3 separate regions of the Anas platyrhynchos genome follow, and all the other regions are linked to region 1. The links are chromatin contacts, called in public Hi-C maps. All regions are on one chromosome and are shown on one strand. The core of a region is the stretch at or near the end of the contact, and the rest is flanking DNA. Distances in the headings are between cores, read along the strand shown. Region 1 has its middle 24 kb from the start of GNAO1. Region 2 overlaps GNAO1 (G protein subunit alpha o1). Region 3 overlaps CBFB (core-binding factor subunit beta).

Region 1 (3,241 bases), core at 367-2,866:
AGAGCGAAGGAGGCTGGCAGAGGAAGAGGAGGAGGAGGGCACGGCTCGGGGGCCCCATCAGCTTCTCCTCATCAGGGGGAAAAGAGGTCGCAGAGCCCTGAGGGGCGATGCCGATGTTGGGCACCGTTGGGCCCCCGCATGGTTCTGCCCCACGTAGCCCTAAGAGGCTCGGCCAGTGGACAGGATGCTCCATATAATATATCTAATAATCCCTATTACTCTGGTAATGTCCAAAAAATCTCCTTGGGAGATGTATTTGTGTATATATTTATTTTTTTATTTTTTGTGCTGTGCCTCTCATCCACCAACTCTGCCCTCGGATGTGTGCTGTCCCCCAGCTCCTGCTCCTTCTCCTCCCACGCTCCGTCCCCACCGTGTGGAGACCCATCCTGGGGGGATTTCATCTTTAATGGATGAATTTACATCCCAGCAGCTCCGGGGGAACCAGCGAGCCACGGGTGCTGGCCGGCTCCAGGCAGCTCCTCCTGCGAGATGCTGCAGATGGCAGTGTGCGCTGGCAAACCGGCCCCGCCGGCCCTAAACCTGCAAAAAAAAACCCTTCAGAATTTATGTATTTGTCTTGCTATGGGCCAGGGTAAGAAATAAACCCAAATTTAGGAATGCTGAAAAGACCATATGTAAAATTGTGGAATTGAAGTTGGAAATAGACCTTCAAAATCATCAAGTCCAGCCATCAGCCTGACCTAACGAGTCCCATCACCGAACCTCATCTGGTGCCTGGAGCTCATGTCCACACTCACCGGGATGTTTTTGGGTTTGCTCTGTGCCCCAAATATTTTATTCACCCAGATCCCAGACTCATGTCATCCCAACTATTCCATCCCTCGCCCACGCGCAGTGACACGGATGGGGAGGTTTCCCCAAAAGTGGGACTTGGGACAGGTCTATAAATCAGGGAGCTGCCAGAGCTGCTCACAGAGCTTTGAACCCCCAGAGATGAGAAATCAGCCTACAAAAACACCCCCCAAAGTACGACCCCACAAAGAGGTGCTTGGGGAATGCTTCAAATGCTCCCAGTGATTGTGCAGCGCACAATGAGGGAGAAAGGAAGGAAGCCGGACTCAATAAACTGGAAGCAAATAACGGGTTTCCTGCAGAGGGAAGGGCTTCAGCGGGACGTGGTGGGACATGGCCCTATTGGGTGTGGGGCAGGATTTAGCTGGAAGATGCACCTGAGCTGCCCCAAGGAGCTTTCTTCCCAAAGGGGTAAAAGAAACACAAAGCAGATGATGATTTCCCCCAATTTAGGGGATTGGGATGGGATGGCGATGGGGATGGGGATAGGGATGGGAATAGGATGAGGATAGGGATGGTATGGGAATGGGAGTGGGATTGGGATGGGGATGCACAGTACCGGTGGTAGGAGAGGGGTGAGACCCGGGGAGGAAACCCAGCTCCGAGGGGACACCATCCCAGCCCCGCGCATTGTTCCCGGATCCGGCCGGGGCCGCAGGATATCCTGGAGGAGCTCCTGGCCCCACTGCCACAGGGAGGGGGAAAAGAGAGGGTTTGCTCACAGCCGGCAGCCAGCAGGAGGGCGAAGGTCTGTGGGGAAGCTTCCCAAGGCCTGATAAGCCTTGGGGACACCGTGGTCCCTCTCCATCTGCCCAACCGATAAACGGGGCACAGCAGGCACCCGCCGAGACCCCGCAAGGCCACCCAGCCCCAGAACCAGGGGTTGCACCACAAATGTATTTTTTACCCCAAATATGCCCACTGAGGAGCAGCAATAAGAAGGGTTTCTGCAGGCGGTGGCCCAAGAAAAGCCAAAAAGCCATCAGGAAAGGATTTGGGCTTGGGGGAAGCGGGACTGGAAAATTCAGCCCGCCCTGGTGCTAGGGATGGGCAACCAGCTTGGGTGACAGGTTTGATTTCAGAGCCTGAGTTGGTTCTCTGGGCACCGAGGGACATAGGGTATGAAAACGTCAGTTCAAAAAAAGGAAAAAATCCTCTTAGGCAACCGGTGTGAAAGTTACCGACCTGGAAAAAAAGTATGTCGTGTTTTTTTTCCCCTTTGCTAACAAGTTTGATGAATAAAACAGGAATTCACGACACATTTCACCTGACATGGCTCTTCCTACTTCTGTGCAAGAAAAAAAATAATAAAAAAGAGATGTTGTGACTCAAAAATACCACCCAGTCCCCTCTACATCTCCTGTACCTGCATTGGATGAGATGCCATCCATCGCCCAACTGTAGGGCTGATGGTGACAAAATCAGCAATTGCCAGGCATCAAGAAGAATCACCCCAAAAATAAACCCTGGCACAGCATAAGCCTGAGCTGGAGGAGCAGTGCGGGGCTCTGCGCTGCCAAACCAATGCAGCAGCTGTTTTTTTTTATCCCTTTTTCCCATAAAAAAGCTTAAAACGAACACAAAAAATGTAAAAAAATAAAATAAAAATGCGTTTAGCTTTTCCTCCCTGAATAATTTGGGTCCGTGGTGTGCTGGGATAAGGCGATGCCCGTGGGGATGCTATGGGGACAGCACCACCTCCATGTGGCATTAACCACCGTGCCCCAGGGCCGTGCTGGGGATAACGCAGAGCTTTTAAGGGATGAAGCGTTGGGCAGGGGGCCCGATCCTGCTGCAGGAGCCTTTCCTCACCAGCATCTGTCGGGGCGGATTAAGGCGTGAGTGGGCTGCAGGCTGGCTGCCGGCGGCAGTTTCCATCAGCGGGTGCTGCTCTGCCTTGGAGCAGCCTGCAGAAATGAAGTGGTAATAGTAAGAGTAAGAGGAGTAGTAGTTGTAGCAGTTGTAGCAGTTGTAGCAGTCGTAGTAGTCGTAGTCATAATAATAATAATAATAAGTGGATGTGATGTACTGCATCCGCTGGGGATGCTCAACCTGGTGACATCCCCAATTCTCTCCTGGCATGCTGGGGGTACCCCCAAGCCCTCTCCCATCTGCCCGGCACAGGGGATGCCACGAGCATCCCAGTGCTCTAAAAAAATGTTGGTAATGTCCCGTCTGCTGCTCATGAGGCCTTGCAGATAAAAAAGGGCAAATTCCTGGGCTGGGTGCTGGGTTCTGCCCCAAACCCACGACCCTGACCCGGCAGGCACAGCCCTGGGGTTGCAGCAGCAGGAACTGACGTCTTTATTATTTTTTTTTCCTAAGTTTGCATTTTTCTTTTTGTGACCCAAGTGCCTGAGCACAGCTGCAAAATGGTGAATTAACGGTGGAATATTGACTTCATTGGCCATGGGAGCAGGACTGC
Region 2 (3,241 bases), core at 500-2,999, 130 kb after region 1:
CATCCTTTCACAGCAGGGAACATCCTCCTCATTTCCCGAGGGAGGGTAATGAGATCCCAGCACCATCCAGCAGAGCTCATGCAGGAAAACGACCCCAGTGTGTGGTCCTGGTGAGCATCACCGCTGCTGCTAGCAGCCAGCAAACAGCTCGGCTCCCATTCGTGGTGCATTGGCTCTCTGCTAACAGGCCTGAAAGCGTGTGGCTAGCCACATTCCCCGCCTGGCACCCACATGGTGTGCTGGAGAAAGGCAGCCCAACACCTCACAGCCTTCTCTTTGCTGTGCATCCATGGGCCACAGCAGTGGTGGCCATGACATTTTCATTTTGTGGCTGAAGCTGCCTGGACGTTCCCATGCAGCAGGCAGTCACCAGGAGGGCCATGGTGCTGGTTGGATTTCGGGGTGGGAGTCTGGGGAGTATCTTGTGTTGGTATCTCGTCTGGTTGGACAGGATAGTTTCTGGTCAGAAGCAGTGGCAGGACAGCAGAGCCTGCCATGTAGGGGAGGGGACTTTTTAGATAAGGAAGAACGAGGGGCAGGTCCTGTTTATCTAATGTCCTTTTATGACAAGGTTACCTACCTATTTGACCCAGGGAAGCCAGTTTTGGGTTTCGGCAAAGCTTTTGATACTGCTTTTTACGGTACCCTTCTGGATAAAATGTCCAGCATACAGCTAGCCAAGTGCACAATACGATGGGTGAACAACTGGTTGGTGGGACAGGCTCCAAGGGTTCTAGTAAATAGGGTTTCGTCAGTAACTAGTCACTAGTGGGGATCCCCAGAGCTCCGTTTTAGGGCCTCTTAGGCCCTAAATCAATTTTAGAGATTAATTCTCTTTAATGTTTCTATAAATGACTTGGCTGTAGGACTAGAATATGTTGTGAGTAAGTTTGCAGATAATTCTAGATTGGGAGGAGCTGTTGACTCCCTTGAGGGTTAGAGAGGCCTTGCAGAGAGATGTTGACAAGTTGGACGGCTGGGCCATCACCAACAATACGACATTTAACAAGGGCAAATGCCAGATTCGGCACCTGGGATGGGGCAGCCCTGGCTGTATGTACAGATTATGGGGCGAGAGGCTGGAGAGCAGCCCTGTGGAAAGGGATCTGGGGTTTCTGGTTGCCAGCAAGTGGAACGTGAGCCAGCAGCAGGCCCTGGCAGGCACGAGGCCAAACATGGCCCCGGGTGCCTCAGGCCCGGCATGGCCGGCCAAGGGAAGGGACTGTCCCGCTCTGCTCTGCCTCCTGCGGCCTCGCCGCGAACACAGTGTGGTTTGGGGTGAAACAATAATGAACATGAAACTATTAAAGTGTCCAAAGGAGGGCTACAAAGACAGGGAAATGTGTAGAGGGCAAGGTGTATGAGGAGTGGCTGTGGCCCCTTGGTGTGTTCAGCCCCGAGCAGAGCAGGCTGAGGGGAGGCCTCATGGCGGCCTGCAGCTCCCTCACAGGGAGCGGAGGGGCAGGCGCTGAGCTCTGCTCTCTGGGGACAGCGACAGGACCCAAGGGGACGGCATGGAGCTGGGACAGGGGAGGGTCAGGCTGGGGGTTAGGGAAAGGGTCTGCACCCAGAGGGTGGTCAGGCACTGGGACAGGCCCCCAAGGGCAGCGATCACAGCACCGAGCCTGCTGGAGTTCAAGAAGCTTTTGGACAGCGCTCTCAGGCATATGGTCTGATTTTGGGGCGGTCCTGTGTGGAGCCAGGAGTTGGACACGGTCCTCATGGGTCCCTTCCAACTCAGGATATTTGGTGCTTCTGTGACAGTGCGCTCTGCGCACGTGTGCGAGCGCTGTGCTTCCTGCGCCTAGGTGCTATTGATTTCTGAAGGGACACAATACAACTGCCTGGCGACGTTTCAAGCATTTCATAACTGATGATTATTTAAGATGTGTTACATCACCGCTGTGTGTGCTGGAGGAGCGCTGGGCTCTGAGGGTGGACTGTGGGGTTTTCTTCCCCTTGCCCTAAAATAATATAGCCGATACGGCTGGGCACGGTTTCTGCAGGAAAAATACTGTGGTGCCACAACCTCAGGGTGTTTGCCCAGAGCCAGCTGGTCTGGGCAGCCGTGCTGTCGTATCACACCTTCTGGAAGCAGCACCCACACATTTTTTCTCTCCTGGTGGAAGATACTATGAGTTTACTACACTGACACTCTCCAAGCCCAGTGATTTTCCTCTGTCTCCTTGCTCTGCAGCTACTAAATATTAAATGGTTTAATGCTAAATATACATCAAGCTATTGGTTCATTGTCAAATGAAAGGAAGAAGTTAGGGTACAAGGTAATGTCAGAAGCAGACAGCAGACATTTGAAATGCCCTTTTCCATCCATGAGCTGTGAAGGAGCTCAGTGCAACCAGCCTGGGTGGAGACGTCTCCACAATAACATCTGGAGTGAGATGAATTGAATTCTGCTCATGACAACCTTGATTAAAAAGTCAGCATTTGCCAGCAGCTACCATGCCATCATGTTGGAGCTAACCCTCAAGCGCCTCTGTACAAGGAGCAGAAAATAACCCAGCAGTGACTCAGCTGCTTCTGCTGACAAATGGTGCTCTGATTTCCCAATCGAATGCAACCCAAGCCAGCGCAGCAATGCTGGAGTATCCCACACGTGGCCTTTCATTCAGGGAGGAGACATGGACAGAGGCCAGGACCAGGACCACAAAGGAATATCTGAGAAGATTCCACCGCCTGCAGGCTTGTTTTCTTGCCTTCCTACCCCTCTGTCCCCAGATCTGCCCCAGACCAGCACACGAGCTGGGGCTGCCCTTTCACCACGGCTTGGTGAGCACTGAGGACGTGGGCTTGGAGCTGTGTTAGCACCTTGGGTGCACATAGTGCCTGGGGCACAGCGATCTGGATGCTGCTGGCAAAAAGACTGCCAAGATGCTGCCTTCGAGGCAACCAAAGAGAATGAACTATTTTACTGCCATTAACCTCAACCCATGTGAATGTTCACATCTGTGTAAGCCATGCCACAGGTATCCAGCTCTGACCACAGCCAGGGACCTCAGCTACGCTTCTTCATTGCAAATAGCAGCCTGAAGAGCCTTTGGCACAGACGCAGACCCAGGAGGAGTTTCCATGGTGGCAGGGTGCCTGGGGAAGGGTCCCCGTCCACGCCGTGCACGTAGGCCGTCACCACTCTGTTCCCAGAGGTAACTCCCACAACAGCCCTTCCTACACGCAGCGTCTCTGGCATCAGCAGTGCTGCTACCACATGCCGTTAGAAACTATA
Region 3 (3,241 bases), core at 224-2,723, 68 kb before region 1:
TTGGCTCTGCTCTGAGCCCAGCCTCAGAAACCCTCCCGCAGCCAGGCTGAGGCTCGTCTCAGCACAGTAAGGCAATGGGGTTTCATGTCTCTTCATCTGAAACACATGTTCTTTGGTGTGAAATTCCCTTCTGTTAACCTTTCCTGTGAGCTTTCTCAGGATTGAGATTTTTGGGGGAAGAGCTACAGTGCCAAGATGGCAGAGTACATTACATCATTCCCAAATAAACCTCCCCTCTGGATATTCATGCAGTCAACATTTACTTTAGCTTTTCCTGGAACAAAGGCTTATAACAACACAGCAGTACAATTTAATCTATACACAAACATTTTAACAGCTCTTAATTAAGATTTTGAGTTTTACTGCAGCATGGTTTTTTTTCTTCCTTTGGTACACCTATAAAGTTAGCGATAACAAAACTTGAGAAAACTTTGGTACTTATGATTGAGCCCCTGTGTAAAAAAAAGTGATATCAGTTCTCCTTTAAGTAAATGACTCTGTTAAACAGTTTGAATTGATGGCAATTTAAAGAGGAAATTAAAGAAGGTCAGTAGTAATATCAGTTCTCATAGAGGACTCATACTTTACCTGAAAAATAGACATACATGTATCACAGATGCCTGCTTCTCCTCCCAGCACCACCAATCCCCAGACACACACTCTGCATCCCAAGTGTGCTGCATTTCCTCTAAGGCAGCAGGCATTTAACTGTCAGCCACTAAGGTCTGCAGCTGAACACAAAAAAGAGGGCCCAAGCTGCCCCCACAGCCAGAGACCTCGTGCGTCACCTCTTCTGCAACCGAACAGTGTGTTCCTCCTCTGGTTTGGGTTCATAACCCGAGTATTTTGATTTTTCTCTTCCGTATGCACACAGGCTGCTTTCAAGTAGCACACACAAATGCAGGTAAATACTTGAAACCCATTTATGTACTTCAATTTTAAAGCAGTACGTCTATTCTGGGAGCGTTCAATAGATATGAGCTGTACTTTAAGACATGTTAGCGTGGACACTTTGGTTTAATTTACAGGGTGCACAGCTGGCACCTTAGCCTCAAAGTACCACTGCAGCCCCAGGAGTGCCAGGTTTTCAGCTGGGGGAGCCATCGCTGCAGAAGCATTATCTGGCATAGCTCTGAGTTTCGCCAGCTGCAGCAACCTGCTGCATTCAGGGCTTCAAAATAGCATTCTTAAAAAAAAGCTGAAAAATAACCACTAAAAACAATAAAGAAACAACCTAACCCAAAAAACAAACAAATGACCCTTCCCTCCTTCAGAAAGCTCTTTGTGCTGTGGTGGAAGGGGCTGGACAGGCTCAGTGCGGGCAGCAGTACCGGGATATGCGCGGCTTAGGCAATTATCGGGTTCACACGATGCCACCAAACAATACGGGCATTTCAGCTAAGCAGTGACTAACAGCGACACGCCGGCTGCTCCGCGATGCTCCCTGGGCTCTTCTGAGTCACATTTACTGACACAGAGGAAGCCCTGCCGCCGCAGGGCGGTTAGCCCAGTTCACAGCACGCTGCTGCTTCCCTCCCATGCTCAACTGCAAGCGAGCCGCGTCTGCCAGCTCCCAAACCCGCCGGCCTGGCCTGCCAGCACCATTTTCTGCAGCTTTCCATGCTCAATTCTTGCTCACTTCTTCCTCCCTTACCTACCATTCCTCTCATCTGGCTAAGTTTACACTGCCAGCACAATTGGCTGGCTTCACCCACACGGAGTCGTGCTTCCTTCCATTATTTAAATGCTGATTTCAAGTCACATTTGCCTTTCCCGTGCAATGATCCCGTTCTGATGGGTACCACGTCCATTAATAAACCCCTCTACTTGTCAGCATGCTTCCAAAGAGGACGCTCCCTCCTGCACCTCTTGGTGGCCACGTTGCCATTGCTGATTTGGAAACACGGTCACTATTTTCAATACCACAAGCAGTACCTGGTAAGTTTATGTGTCCAGTACATAAATAGGATTGCTGTTGGATTTTAGACATCCATGGGTTAGATCTTCTCCCTCTGTTCCACTGACGCAGGCTGTACCCTGACTGAAGGAAGCAGCCTTTTGCCTACGCACAGAAGAACACCGAAAACAACCACCGCCATCCCTGTTGGGGCACAAACCCACAGACTTCTCAGTAATCGGAGGGATCACTGTAGCACAAGCAGGTGCACTCATGTACAGCGCTCGAGATTTTGAATGCTAATGAGCACACTCCTTCCAGCCACTCAAGCAACTTTCGCAAACTGCTTTCTTAGCAGAGATGCAGAATTGTAGGAAACCGCATTTAATTGCGATTTTCGTGTTATTTTCAAAACCCAAATCATTCACCTTATCCAGTGATACCAATAGGCAAAGTTAACAATGAATGCCACGCTTTAGTTTTATTTTTATTTTTGTCAGAAAACCAAACTGGGATGTAATGATTTTTCTGAACACAAGATGGTTGTTCTGCAAGTCCAAACAGATGCTTCCGCACCAACTTAAGAGCTGCACTAAAAGTAACAAAAGGGTAACAGTTCCACTTTGCATACACTTCTCCCACTGACCAGATCGTGCCAAGGTTTCTTCTCATTTTAACTGCCTCCCGTTTCTTCTGAGAAATAAAGGCACACAGTCCTTACATGTTACCATAATCCTAGTTATATTCATTTATTTAGTTATCAATTTTGTAATCAAGCATATTTTACACTTACTAAAGAAGGACAGCAAGTTAATTGCTGCTGTCTCTCTGCCTTGAAAGCAACAGAGCTGCTTCTTCAGCAAAGTAATCATAAACACAGCAATTTTATTGTCAAAATTCAGCAAAGACTCCAAGGTAAGGGCATATGGTTGCATTTATGCTGTGCCTAAAGGGGCCTTTCCTTTCAAACTGTATGAAAGAATTCACATGATTCAAGCGATCGCTGCTACTTGAAGGGTTCAGTAGTGGCTTCTGCAAACAACTACCAGATTTGCCCTTTCAAGCGATATGCAAAAGGCATGACAAATTACCCTCAAATGTACTGAAAGCAGTCATTACAATGTCTTAGAGCAGCACATGTGGATAAAGGTGTAATTTTGCATTTCAGTAAGTGGGGATTTACATGTGCAGCTCCTATGTGTTGGAATGACAGCTCTGTCTCTCTCAGAAGCCCTCAACTACTTGCACTGTACCACTGTGCAGGAATGCACATGAAACATGCTCCTTCTGCCAGACACTGCCCCACCAAGGCACACGGGCACAGTACGAATGACTACAGGAGTG

The links. Hi-C and Micro-C count contacts between places; a contact is called where the count stands out from the background.
Region 2: a contact with region 1 is called in a Hi-C map of skeletal muscle, with 2.6 times the contacts expected there. The contact joins two enhancer-like sites. A contact is called at or near these places in 3 of 8 Hi-C or Micro-C datasets (liver, skeletal muscle and subcutaneous adipose tissue).
Region 3: a contact with region 1 is called in a Hi-C map of skeletal muscle, with 1.9 times the contacts expected there. The contact joins two enhancer-like sites. A contact is called at or near these places in 4 of 8 Hi-C or Micro-C datasets (F1 follicle, liver, skeletal muscle and 1 more).

What each region holds. Positions count from the first base shown.
Region 1 is chr12:13,406,211-13,409,451 of IASCAAS_PekinDuck_T2T, reverse strand. No RefSeq gene overlaps it. Among named protein-coding and RNA genes, the nearest start is that of GNAO1, 24 kb to the right of the region's middle. Within about 2 kb of position 1,616, at least 1 of the 8 cell types and tissues checked has an H3K27ac peak or open chromatin away from gene starts, as enhancers often do.
Region 2 is chr12:13,281,154-13,284,394 of IASCAAS_PekinDuck_T2T, reverse strand. All of the region lies in intron 4 of GNAO1 (G protein subunit alpha o1), which reads left to right. All of the region lies in intron 1 of LOC140003541 (a long non-coding RNA gene), which reads right to left. Among named protein-coding and RNA genes, the nearest start is that of AMFR, 61 kb to the right of the region's middle. Within about 2 kb of position 1,749, at least 1 of the 8 cell types and tissues checked has an H3K27ac peak or open chromatin away from gene starts, as enhancers often do.
Region 3 is chr12:13,474,238-13,477,478 of IASCAAS_PekinDuck_T2T, reverse strand. The region is part of intron 6 of CBFB (core-binding factor subunit beta); the gene reads right to left. Among named protein-coding and RNA genes, the nearest start is that of PHAF1, 13 kb to the left of the region's middle. Within about 2 kb of position 1,473, at least 3 of the 8 cell types and tissues checked have an H3K27ac peak or open chromatin away from gene starts, as enhancers often do.